2 separate regions of the Sus scrofa genome follow, and region 1 is linked to region 2. A link is a contact called in public HiChIP or PLAC-seq data. All regions are on one chromosome and are shown on one strand. Each heading gives the region's core, a stretch centred on a gene start, on an enhancer-like site or on the middle of the called end of the contact. The rest is flanking DNA. Distances are from core to core; before and after follow the strand shown. Region 1 overlaps ECT2L (epithelial cell-transforming sequence 2 oncogene-like). Region 2 has its middle 16 kb from the start of REPS1.

Region 1 (3,517 bases), core at 242-2,741, 160 kb before region 2:
ATAACTAAAGGATAATCAAAAAAATTCCTTTGGTAGCTCTCTAGGAGGAAGGTACTTTTCCAGATGTTACGAGTTTTAGAATACAGGATATTACTAATACTTGGCTTCATTCAAAACTTTTCATTAATTTAAGACTTCTATAAAGCAATTCCAAAAGGAATTATGCATAGTAATAATACCCAAGGGGTGCCATGTGGCATACCTCCAGGGGGTGCTATTTTGCACTGTCATCTGTGTGACTGGCACCTCTTAAGGTTGTTTCATTCACAACTTCCCAAATGTAGCAGCCCCGGTGATACACTACCAGCCATTTACAGAGGACGTGATGTTCACCTCCAGATCTACCAGGTCGTCTTTTTTTACCCTCTTGTGGGAAGAGGCGAATCCACAGATAATTCATTGGAAAATGGAGACAAGATTTTAAGAGACCATTGTTTCTATTCTGTATTTAAAAATCTCTTTAGGAAATTTCTAGGAGGGTTGATGGCAGAAGAAGAATGGACGTGGCTTCCCGTGAGGCCTAAACAGGCTCGAGCATCTTAGAAACAGGAGGAGGATGCTCTTACACAGTAGGTGCTCAGTGAATGTCTGTCACCTTCCCTCCTGCCATCTCTATATATTCTTTTGATGTCATCATCAGAAGGCTTTCAAGTGCAAATTACAGAAATGGAAACCAAATCAGCCTAAAACAAAAAGCGAATTTATTGACTTAAGATTTGTCCAGCTTTAGGCTGGGCTAGATCCTCAGATTCAAACAATGTTACCAGAGCTTGCCCTCTCTCTCCTTTCTCTCAGCGCTGCTTCCTATATGTGTTGCATCAAGCTAAAAAGGTAAGCGCAAGACCCTTATGAGGAAATTGGAAATTTGTATTAAAGGATAGCAGGGAAAAAAAAAAAAACCCTGGATAAGTAGATGTGCTATGTTTAAAGATGCCAGTTCTCTCCAAGTTAATCTTTAGCATTGAATTATTCAGTTCCAGTACAGATCTCTACATAGGATTTTCTTATGGATTTTGAAAAATGAATACTAAAGCTAATGTGGAAGAGAAAATGGACTACAATGGCTGCGAAAAATTTAAAGAGAAGAGATAGTAAGAGTTGCACCACCAGATATTAAAACCAGTTTCATCCATTTAAGAAATACCCTTGAATAGTATCACAAGGGTAAAGGGAGCAATAACTGAGATAAGTGCTTCATCTGAAGGAAAGAGAAAGGGCAGACGTCAGTAAGGTTGGGTAGATCAGAAGCTTGGGTAGCGGGAGATCCTTCCTCTTCTTGTGTTAGTTCCTGTTTAGTGGCCCAGACACTGACCATCACCCGCCTGCCCACGCCATTCCTTACTTCCTCTTCATCTTCCTGACAAAGTCCTTTTCTCCCCCGGTATCATGTGCTTCAGGGGTGGCTGGTCACCCTGTCCCCCCAAGAGTGAGTCAGAGTTGGCCAGAATCATGGTCATTCCATCAGGTTTAGGAAAGGGCGTGGGGATATGAATTCTGCCCAAGGGAACACAAGAGAGTGGCTGCTAGGGTTTCTAGGAGAGTTTTCATCCTCCTCAAAGGGACTTAAAAAGGAACTTGAGGAAAGTTCTGCCTTATTGCCCATGATCTCTACTCAGAGAGGCAGTCATCTGGGAACCACCCCAGGGGGCAAGCTTGAAGACCAAAGCAACCTACTGAGCAGACAAAGGGGGAAGAGAGAAAATCCTTGGCCTTCGCTGACACTGAGTTCTTAAATTCACTAACCCTGAAGCTGCCCTGGTTTTCCTTATTTAAGAAAAGTGAGGAGTTCCCATCGTGGTGCAGTGGTTAACAAATCCGATTAGGAACCATGAGGTTGCGGGTTCGATCCCTGGCCTTGCTCGGTGGGTTAAGGATCCAGCGTTGCTGTGAGCTGTGGTGTAGGTCGCAGACGCAGCTCGGATGCCGTGTTACTGTGGCTCTGGTGTAGGCCGGTGTCTACAACTCAGATTAGACCCCTAGCCTGGGAACTTCCCTATGCTGCGGGAGTGACCCCAGAAAAGGCAAAAAAGAAAAAGAAAAAAGACAAGGAAGAAAAAGAGGTTTTAAGATGGTCCATAATAGTTTATTTATCTAATTGTCACTTCTCTGGTCATATCAGCTCTCCAGAATCTAGCTGAGAACCAGGTAGATTTGGAAAAACACAAAGCGTTTAGCAGTCAAACTGATGTCTTTACACATAGGAGAGAAACTTTCAGGCCCTCCTACAGAGTCTGAGTATTTAATTAATTCAGGGCTTCAAATAGGGCTATACACTGTCCTAAGGACACCATACATGTATTCAACACTTTGTACTTGACTTTTGCATCAGCATCAGGATCTGCTAGGCTGCCTCTTCTACCAATGAGAAGTCAAGTTCACCAGTGTTAAGAAGGGTGAGCCCATCAGAGACACTTGAAGTTTGTAAAAACACAAACCATGAATCTCACCCAAGACATTTTGGCTCAACACACCATGGGGAATGTGAGAAGCTGTTTTTACTAAGTTCCCAAGGTGATTTGGTACACAGCCAAGGGCAAGGAACAAGTCCTAGGTGACCCAAAAGCCCCAAGGCTTTTTCCACCACTCATCTACTCCTTCTTAGAGACAGGAACACAGACCATAAGAGTGTCCTGTGCCTTCTACTCTCTCTCTCTCTTTTTTTCCTTTTTAGTGCCACACCTGCAACATATGGAAGCTTCCAGGATAGGGGTCAAATCAGAGCTGCAGCTTCTGGCCTGCACCACAGCCACAGCAATGCCAGATCCAAACCACATCTGCAGCCTGTACCACAGCTGGCAGTAACACCGGATCCTTAGCCACTGAGTGGGGCCATGGATTGAACCCACATCCTCATACTAGGTGGGTTCTTAACCCACGGAGCCACAACAGGAAGTCCCTTCTATTCTCAATTAACAAAACAAAGTTGTTTGTTCAGGTGCTACAGGTTTTTCATCTTTCACTTGTGATACTTCTTAATGGTTTTAGAATGTGTCATTGTAGGTAACCTGAAACTTGACACAAATAATAAAGGAAATATTTTATTCTCATATAATCTGGAAAAATCCAGAGCAGCTGAAGCTCCATCCAGAGGTCCAATAGTAAAACCAACTTGTTTCTTTCCTCCCCTTGGCTTCACCTTCAGCCAACATGGCTTCATTATTATGGTTCCTCACTTGTGTCCAGGAGGAAAAAATGTTGTTGGTTTCACTCTCATTGGACTAGTTTGGGTCCATGCCCACTTCTGCCAATTGCTGTGACCATGGGATTGATCCATGGATATTGAATTAACCTTGATCATGTGCTTTTTGGAGTCAGGGATGGAGTCAGCTCCCATAGAACCACATGGACTGCCAAATAGGAACTGATTTTATTTCACCCAAAGAAGGGGAAATCAAGGATGAATACCAAAAGCTAAAGTCTATTTACCCAACATTCAACAAATACTTACTGAGCATCTACTGTGTGCCATGCATAGTTCTGGGTGCATAGGATTGAACACTAAACAGAGTATAAAAGA
Region 2 (3,460 bases), core at 338-2,837:
CTAGTGAATGTGACATTACTATGAGACAACTGGTAATGATAATACAATGTAGTGCAGGCCTAAGAGAGAGAAAGAAAGAGAATACTCCTAGAATATATAGAACAGTTTCCCTACATAGACCTGGAGTGGTGAGAAGTCCATGTACCCTTTTGCTGTTGACCCTTCCTTAAGGAGAGAATTGTAGGATGATGATCAATAATTTCACAAATAGAACAGGACATGTGAGTGCTAACAAGATTAAAGTGATGACATGTCCGATTAGGTCTTCAGAGATGGGCAAACTGAGAATGGAACTAGAGGTGATGTTGAAGGCAAAAGTAAGCGAAAGATAATGAGAAAAGGGGAGAGGAAAATGAAAGCGTTCCACAAGAGGAATAAGTTCTAGTGATCTGCTATGGAACAGAGTGTAGACCCATGACAATCCTGTATCATACCCTTGAGAATTTGTTAAGTGAGTAGAACGCATGCAATACATCTAAAAAAACAACAGCAATACCCCCACAATACAAACCCTCGTGTTGACCAGGCTGAATTTTAAAGGAGAGTGATGCCTGGTTCTCCATACCAGCCAGACCCCATCAAATACTTGATGTGTTTCCTTGTGTAATTTCTAACCTGTTGCCTTTATCGTTTTGAAGAAAAGTGGTTTATTTTAGAAATAAGACTAACATTTGATGTTTCCAAATACACTCTAATTGGATCAACTAGAGTGATTTTAAAGAAGTTGTTTGATGCGATGAGCTTTGGAATGGAAAAACTACCACTTACTTTATTTTTACACCTTGGTGCTTTATTTACTTCCCTTACATTGGCTTCCATTTTTTACGATCTTCATTGGTAACACATTCATTTAATGTTCTAGTATATCTCAAACCTTCCAAAGGTTTGAGTTGTCTGATTTGTGTAGGGCTTTTTAAGACATGCCAGGGGCTTTGCATGTACATATAAATTCCTGTCCTAAAACTAGTCTGGTAAGTTTCATTCATTTCAAGCAAATATTAGGCACCTACCATGGGCTCATAATTCTACTAGATGCTGAGAACAGCAAGTTGAATAACCTGATCATTGTCATTGAGGAATTTATAGTCCAGTGGAGGAGAGACGTATGTGCTGCTCAACAATTTCTTTTCTGTCCCCTGTGTTGTACACACACACACACATACACACACACACACACAAAGTATATGTACAACGCAGCCCCAATTTATACATACCTCCCCCACATCTGAGTCTCAAGTTGGCTTTGTCTCTAGTTTGAGAAGTTCTGGTTCTCCTCTAATGGCCTTTGATCCCCTTTCATGTGAACATTTTGCAGTAGCTTGTGAAATTTCAGCCTGCTTACTATGAAAGCTTTGTTTTCCCCTGCTTGTCTGTACTGGAAAGCTGGAATGCAAACATTTCACCTCATTTCCAGGGAGGATTTGGAGTTAAGCTCTCCCTGCTCTCAAAGAGAGTTAAATTTGCAGGTTTTAATTAACAAATGACTTTCTAAATCAAGACTTATTGTGAAAATGCCATAGGAGAAGGCGGCAACATAAAGGGAGATAACGCTTCTGAGAAGAGGGAAGCAGGAGAGAAGGGGTTTTCCAATGAGAGGGGCTGATCAGAGGGCCCCTTGGGAGCCTGGAGGTTGATCCTAGAGAAGCAATCTAGAAAGCTTTAGGCTGTTGCTCCAGAAAAGCAGGGTGAACAGGAAGGACGACAAAGAGGAGGGGCCCTGTCTGAAGGCCTAGTGGTTATAAATCTCAGAATCCCTGAGTTCACCGGAGGAGCCCCTTGGGTGGGAACAGGGCCCAAGCCAGCCATTCTCTGTGCCCACCCTGAGTACTGCCCAGCAGAGTGAAGCCCACTCAGGCGTACTCCACATGTCTTTAGCCAAATGGACCCTCGTCCACTCTTGCAAAGACCCCGAATATCCACACATCCTGGAGAAAACGGCAAAAGCTTTACTTTGAGTTGGCGTGAGGGGGAAAGGGGAAGTGCCCCCATACTTGATTAAGGGTGGAACCGAAGGAGTTAAAAATCAGCCTGCACTAACATGAGCACTGACCTCGCTCTTCCCCTGCTTTCCCACAGGCTGTCTAAGCTGGGCTCACCCACACAGTCATTTGCCACCAACCTCTTTTCGGTCCTCGTAGCAAGCCGTTAAATGAAAATTATAAATGTCAATTAATATTCTAGAAAAAATTTCAGGGAAAAACATGTATTTCTCTCCCTTTATACAACACTCTACTACCTTCGACTCTGCTTTGCTTGCAGTCTGCCTTTTCTCTGAACTTGACCTTCAGAGCAGACCCCAGATTTGGTGCGCCTAATACTTTCAGTGCTTTGGAATTTGGCTCATGTGCATGATTTTGACCTTTCCTTTCAAGGAGAGCTCAATTTTCCTGCTCCTACAGCGTCGGTGTCTCCTGCCCTACATGGAACCCTGGTCAATGCCTGCCCTTTGGCCAAGGCCCTAATCAGGCTACTTTCTCCCCTCATCTCACTGAACTAAATAGAGAAGATTCAGACCCTATTCCTGAACCTTAGGGCCAAGTCCAGGTTATTGTTACCACTGCCCTGTTTCTAATGAATCCTACCTGTAAGGTCCTTCTGTCAAGTTCCTTTGAGTTACCATGCTAATTTGTAGCTTTCTGGCAATTTCAGAGAGAGGACTTGTATTCTGCTCTGAAGGTAGAAAAGCAGGCCCTGGGTAAGCTCCTGTGTCAGGTAACTGTGAGAGCTCAGACCTATGGTCTCAAGACACACTGGTACTTGTCCTTTTTGAGCAGCTGATATGGTTCAAAAGGAACCCTCTGTACCACCTAAAATGTCTCATCCAGCCAGTGGGAAGAAGGCCCCGGGGGTGCCTATCACCCACACAAGGTTAAATTACAGGTTAACTTGTTTATACCTAACTAGAAAATTGAGTTACCATATCTGTGCAAGATCAGAAATTCCTACTGGGACAACATGGCAATTTTCTTCAGCTCCCTGTGTCCCTACAAAATGCAAGTCATCAAAAGGCACCCATTTTCTTATCTTGAAACTAGGCTGTGACACAGACATCCTAGCCATCAGTTCCAGAGGAGACTGCCTCACTTAACCCTAGACACGGTACCTCCCAAGGCCTGGAAAAAACAAACTCCATCACTTAAGCCTACTGTGCATAATAATAATGATTACTATTTGTTGAATGATTGCTTGAGGTAAGTAAGCTTTACGGTGACTCTATAAAGAAAATGTTATTATTCCAATTTTATGTATGAAGGATCTAGGTCTTAGCGAGATGGAGCCAAGCATACACATGAAGTGATAGAAGTGGGATTCCATCCACAGTTTGCTGAGCACCAAAGTATGTGCTTTGGTGTTTTTACCACTCTTGGATGAGGACACCAGCTTCACCGGACCCATTTTTTTTTTTCTAGTGAAAAAGAACTTTTTGATAACAAAAAATTGGAAAGCAGAAAAAAGTTAC

The links. HiChIP or PLAC-seq counts read pairs in DNA pulled down with a chosen protein or histone mark.
Region 1: an H3K27ac HiChIP or PLAC-seq map of alveolar macrophages shows a contact between it and region 2. The contact joins two enhancer-like sites. A contact is called at or near these places in 1 of 5 promoter capture datasets (fetal skeletal muscle), 6 of 47 Hi-C or Micro-C datasets (fetal heart ventricle, fetal liver, psoas muscle and 1 more) and 1 of 2 datasets of contacts at active chromatin or transcription factors (alveolar macrophages).

What each region holds. Positions count from the first base shown.
Region 1 is chr1:25,620,980-25,624,496 of Sscrofa11.1, reverse strand. The region is part of intron 3 of ECT2L (epithelial cell-transforming sequence 2 oncogene-like); the gene reads left to right. Among named protein-coding and RNA genes, the nearest start is that of ECT2L, 22 kb to the left of the region's middle. Within about 2 kb of position 1,491, at least 10 of the 83 cell types and tissues checked have an H3K27ac peak or open chromatin away from gene starts, as enhancers often do. A contact at or near this core is called in alveolar macrophages, where this site is marked.
Region 2 is chr1:25,463,353-25,466,812 of Sscrofa11.1, reverse strand. No RefSeq gene overlaps it. Among named protein-coding and RNA genes, the nearest start is that of REPS1, 16 kb to the left of the region's middle. Within about 2 kb of position 1,587, at least 2 of the 83 cell types and tissues checked have an H3K27ac peak or open chromatin away from gene starts, as enhancers often do. A contact at or near this core is called in alveolar macrophages, where this site is marked.